Linked DNA regions of Lactuca sativa: region 1 is linked to region 2. The links are chromatin contacts, called in public Hi-C maps. All regions are on one chromosome and are shown on one strand. Each heading gives the region's core, a stretch centred on a gene start, on an enhancer-like site or on the middle of the called end of the contact. The rest is flanking DNA. Distances are from core to core; before and after follow the strand shown.

Region 1 (3,024 bases), core at 267-2,766, 250 kb after region 2:
CAAATTCTGGCCACCACGACGTGGTTAAGAGGCACCACGTCGTGGTCTTCATGGACATCCCTTATTTTCCAAGTTAGCTCAATGATCGCAAAGTTTCAATTTACCACGTCATGGTGGTTGAATTTCACGTTTTAGCCCAAACACAAAAGTCTTCTAGAATTTTTCTTGTTTTCAGATCATTTTGAATGACCTTAATCGGAGTTACGAGTCATGAGTTATGACCAAAATATTGATGAGGGGTCAAGTTGCCATCAATATTATTTTTGTGTACTTTTCAGCACCATTTTCCTCATTTTGCATTACAACTCTCATTTTAACTTTACTTGAATATTTTCAAATATATTAAATATCATATATCTAAAAATGTAACATTTTAATCATGACCTCAAATAGATAGTTAAATAAGGTCCTATCAATAATATAAATTACTAGAAAGATATATATATATATATATATATATATATATATATATATATATATAAATGTTAAGCAAATAATTCTTTAAAAAATTAATTAATAATAACAATAACTATAAATACCATTGAAACATATATTATTTATAAATAATTTATGCGTAGAAATTATTGAAATGAATGAAATTATATATTTTTAATAGATGTCTGTCTTATCGTATATATATATATATATATATATATATATATATATATATATATATATATATATATATATATATATATATATATATATATATATATATATATATATATATATAAATAAGGCATTTTTTCTTTTGCATTTGAAACTCTATATTTTTCAAATAATAATTAACAATTGATTAATAATATTAAACAATGTTTGGTATTTGAAATAATTACAATGATAGAAATTTAAATGTTAAGCAAATAATTCTTTAAAAAATTAATTAATAATAACAATAACTATAAATACCATTGAAACATATATTATTTATAAATAATTTAGGCGTAGAAATTATTGAAATAAATGAAATTATATAGTTTTAATAGATGTCTGTCTTATCGTGTATATATATATATATATATATATATATATATATATATATATATATATATATATATATATATATATATATATATATATATGTTCAAATGAGAACCAAAAAAAGTTAAGAACCGTAAGAACCTCTAATTTTAGATGTTTATAAAGGGTTTAAGGTGTTTATAAAGGGATTAGAGTTTAGGGTTTACGGTTACCCTAAACTCTTTATAAACATTTAAAGTTAGAGGTTCTTACGGTTCTTAACCTTTTTTTGTTCTCATTTGAACCACTCCCTATATATATATATATATATATATATATATATATATATATATATATATATATATATATATATATAATTAATGTTTTATATTAATTTAACATAAAAATATTGTATATCAAAGTGAACTCAATGCTATTGTTTGTAAAATATATAAAATATATATTTATAAATATTTAAATGATATAGTTGTATTTTACATAAACATTTATTTTATGTACTATAAATATTTTAATTATATAGTTGTATTATGCTATTCACCAGAACTACCTTGTTAATGTCAAGGGCAACAAGTTGATCGTAAAAACCCTCTCGAGTCTCGACGTTCGAATTCGCTGTTTGCACCCACCACAATCGGTTTTCAGGAAACCCAACACTGACAAAGTGCACGAATTTCAAAGCAACGTGAATACCTACAACCAAAACACACAAATCCACAGGCCAAACCAAACTACCCACTTTAATTCTACAGAGAAATGGGCGAGAATGGCGCAGATGCCATGGAAACGGAGATGAGTAACGGCGGCGGAGGCGGAGGCGGAGGAGGAACAGGTAGGTGTTTGAGCAGCTTTGTTGACGAAGGTAGCACTGAGAGTCACAGATACTACCTTTCACGTAGAACACTGTTAGAGATGCTCAGAGACAGAGGGTACGATATCTCAAATTCGGAAATCGAGTTCACTCTCCAGCAGTTCCGGGACCTCCATGGTCAAGCTGTCGACGTTGACCGTCTTCGTATCAGCGCTTCTCATGTTTCTGATCCTGATAATAAGGTTTCTGACTACTCTCTCGAACCTTTCCCTAATTCTTTTCGAATCTTTTTTTGAAATCTAAAATGGGTTTGTTCTTTGACAATCAGAAGATAATCTTTCTCTATTTTGGGCGTCCGATTCTTGATTTTGTTAAAATCGTTTGTGATTTTGGAAATTCGCTTTCGTTCTGGTTTCTTGAATACATTATGTCACCAGCCGAATTAGGGAAATCGAATTGATTTATTCTACGATCTTAGAACCGATTGCATGGATTTTAGGACTTTGATGTTTGATTATTGCTTCGAAAATTAGAGGCAAATTTCCTTCCTTCCTCACAAAACAAACAAGAACACACACACACAAGGTGTATTCTTGAACAGGAAATTGATGCATGTCTTCTTTTTGCATTGAACTCAAATCAATATCGATGAAGATAACAAATGCTGCAGAAGCAACAATCTTGGTGCTCCATTTGTAACAAAATCCATGTCAATTGAAATGTGAAATTAGGGCTTCGACCAAAAAAAGACTGGTTATGTTGTTCTTCAATAGAAACGAAACCCACCAAGCAATTCAGTATACATGTTATCTGTTTACATTTTCAGACTGAAAGTTTGAAACTTTCTGCTTTGTTTTTCATGATCACAGATTCTCGCTGTTTTCTGTGGGACGGGTGTGGTAAAAGTGAATGCCATCCGTTGGATTGCAACACAGATCATGAATAAGGAGAGTTTAAGCCGTTTGATAATTGTAGTGCAAAATCACATTACAAATCAGGCTATGAAAGCAGTGGATCTTTTTTCATTCAAGGTCGAAATATTCCAAGTAAGTGTCTTGTTGATTACCCATAAGGGCCCCACTTCTAGAACACTAAGGTTGCGTTTAGTTACAGAAAAACACTTTTCATTTTTCGTTTTTTGTTTTCCCTTTTTGATTTTCGTTTCCCGTTTTCATTTTTCATTGAAATTTTTTGAAAACGCATTTAGTTAAATTTATTCATTTTTCATTTTCAGT
Region 2 (3,076 bases), core at 2-2,501:
AGATCTCCACAATGAATCATTCCTGGATGTGACCACCGGACCACCCATGTTCACCCTAGCAAGCGTCTCCAGCGCCTTATTCAACATCCCTTTGAAGTTTGTCGGAGGGTTGACGGACATTGCATCATCGGGGATCAACGGATCTGGAACCGAAACAACTTCTAAACCATTCAAGAAAGCAAATGAACTCCCGGTAGGTGTAAAGGTGATTTCAAGGTCGCCGGAGGTGACATTTACTGAATATTCTTTGGTCTGAACACTTTCGGCTTTGAAATCGCTCAACAGAGAGTGATCTGGAGTTGAAACGGAGAAAACTGCGGTGGTTAGATTGTAATTACTGGCGGAGAATGGGAAGAAATAAAGACGGATCCAGTGACGACCGCTTTGAGTGATTCGAAAAGTGTATGTAGATGTTTGTGTAAAGATTCTTGCTGTTTTATACAGCGGAGAGTATTCAGATGAAGGAATTGAATTTGCAGAAGTATCAACCAAAACATTTTGTGGGGTTGAAAGAAAACTCGAAGCCAAACTATCAGATAAAAACACCCGATTGCCGATGGTGGTGTTGCTCGGAGATCCACAATCAATCGAATACTTATCCGCCGGATTAAACTGAGAATAACAAGAAGATAAACACAAGAAGAACACAACCCCGATAAACAGTAGCTTCAACCCCACAAAACCCATCATAATAATTCGATTTCAGATGGGGGTTTTCACAATAATCGATAAAACAAAAGGGGTTTGCTTCGATAAATTAGAAATCTAGGGTTCTTGAACCCAGATCAGTAGCAATTAAGAGATCTACTATCCAATACCCATATAAGATTGAAAGAAAATGAAACACCTGACAGATCAAGAACAGCAGATTTGACGAATTAACCAGATGTTAACTGATGCGCTGTGGAGAACAGAGAAGATATTGGGATTAATCAAAGCATAAATCTAGCGAGGAGCCAGCCAGGCCGGTATGAACAGGACGGCAAGCATCAGATGGTGACAGATTGATAGATTCGTTCGGGTTAACGAAAACGATTAATAAAATAATATGAAAAATCAGCTGTGTATTGATAGGATGAAATTTGGGGTCAAAGGGAAATGGTAAGAAAGTTTTGTTTTTTTCCTTTTTTTTCAAAAGGATGATGGAGATTGTTCTTGTTGGTGGTGAGTAGTGGATGAAGACGAGTGTAAAGAGAATCGGAGAAGAAAAAAGATAAAATAGACAACCTCGGTAGAAGCCTGCAATGGCGGAATTAGACCAAAGGAAATGTTTTACTTAGTCACCTTTAACTTTCTAACTGCTCTATATAGGTCCCTTACACTTTTCTTAATTCAAATAAGGTCCACGAAAGCTGTTATTCGCTATAAAGTTTGGCCTTTTGTCCCAATTCATATTCTAGCGTTCGTTTGTTTCCGCATTGATTAGGGTTGTCCATCTTTTTTTTATTTTAATTTTATATATAGTGGCTTTTTTTAAATAATGGGTTCAAGTCCATATCAAACATAGAAATATAGATCCATTAAAAAAATTATTAGTTTTATCGTTAAAAAAATACATCTGAGACTTATGTATTACATAGGTTAATATATATATATATATATATATATATATATATATATATATATATATATATATATATATATAAATGTTTTAATATTTAAGAACTTTAAATTTATAAAAAATAAAAAATAATAATGAATTATTATGATAGAAATAGTTTTTATCTTTTAAATTTAAATAAATAAACAAAAAAAAAACAAATGAGCTTTAATTTTGAGAATTATAAAATTAAAAAATAAATTCATTAATGACATTGATATCCATTTAAATAGTATATTTATTACAATTATTACAATAAAATATTATATGAAATTTAAAAAATAAAAAAAAAAAACTTATAAAATAACATGTAGAAAAAAAAAATTCAAAATAACTATAAAATCACATTTGAAAAATTAAATGAAAATGCAACAAATGACAAAGAGAAAACCTATTATAATAGATTCATTATTACATCCACTTGCTTAATGTATATGAAGTTCAAATTGTTCAGTAGATAATTCTTTTTAATATAAACAATTAATAGATACATGATTTCAAGAAAAATATAAGTTTTACATGCCTTTTGAGGGAAAAATATATAATTAAAAGAGTTGAATAATAATGCCACAATTTATTTATGAAGTAAAAATTCAATACGATAATAGTGAGTATATTTATGTCTGTCCTTAAAGTTATCTTTTTATTAAAAATATCTATATATTTAAAGTTATCTTTTTATTCAAAATATCTATATATTTGTATAAAATAAAACTGCAAGGACAATCTGTATAAAAAATAATTTTAAAATCAAATCTATAATAATAATAATAATAATAATAATAATAATAATAATAATAATAAAGGAATAAAAATATAGTTTAGTTATAATATATTACGATTTCAATCAAATCAAAACCCATATTAGATTCTTGTTTACTTGAATTCAAAGATATGTAGTTAATGTAGATTATGTAAATATATCTTTTTAGTTTTATAGTTGCGTATTAATGAATTAGCTATCTTTTGGTCTATGTGGTTTATTTAAAATTTGTCATATGAATATGACAATAATTATTCTATAATTTTTTACATTGAGATATTTATTCAAATAGTCTCTTCCAAAACAAATTTTATACAAAAATAGTCCCTTTAACTTATAAAATAGTCTCTTTTTACAAGAAAGTTGCATAAATGATCAGAAAACAAATTACACTTTTAATTTATAAAATAGGTCCATATGTTGAATTCTTTTAACAGGAATGATCTCTAAGTTTCAGAAAAACTACATAAATGGTCCCTTCTTAATAACGAATTTGCAAAAATGGTTCTTATTTTTCATAAAATTAAAATACCGTCCCTTTCTATTAGCAAATGTACAGAAATTGTTGCAGAAATCGGGATTAAATGGCGATTAGTCGTGGATTAATTGTTTGGCGTTCTCCAACCGTCGAGGATTAGGGTATTAATCGGAAATTTATGATTAATCGAGTTTGGCGAGATTAATCGGTTTCGGCGGGATTAATCGGTCAATAA

What was found. A called contact is a pair of places that touch in the nucleus more often than the background predicts.
Region 1: a contact with region 2 is called in a Hi-C map of leaf, with 5 times the contacts expected there. The contact joins the promoter of LOC111904100 here to the promoter of LOC111904101 in region 2. A contact is called at or near these places in 2 of 4 Hi-C or Micro-C datasets (both in leaf).

The regions. Positions count from the first base shown.
Region 1 is chr5:327,062,676-327,065,699 of Lsat_Salinas_v11, forward strand. It overlaps LOC111904100 (DNA-directed RNA polymerase V subunit 5A), which reads left to right and starts at 1,517. Exons shown (of 4, transcript XM_023899876.3): 1 at 1,517-2,031; 2 at 2,659-2,835. The coding sequence starts at 1,735.
Region 2 is chr5:326,810,128-326,813,203 of Lsat_Salinas_v11, forward strand. It overlaps LOC111904101 (receptor-like protein kinase HERK 1), which reads right to left and starts at 1,252. Exons shown (of 1, transcript XM_023899877.3): 1 at 1-1,252. The coding sequence starts at 690.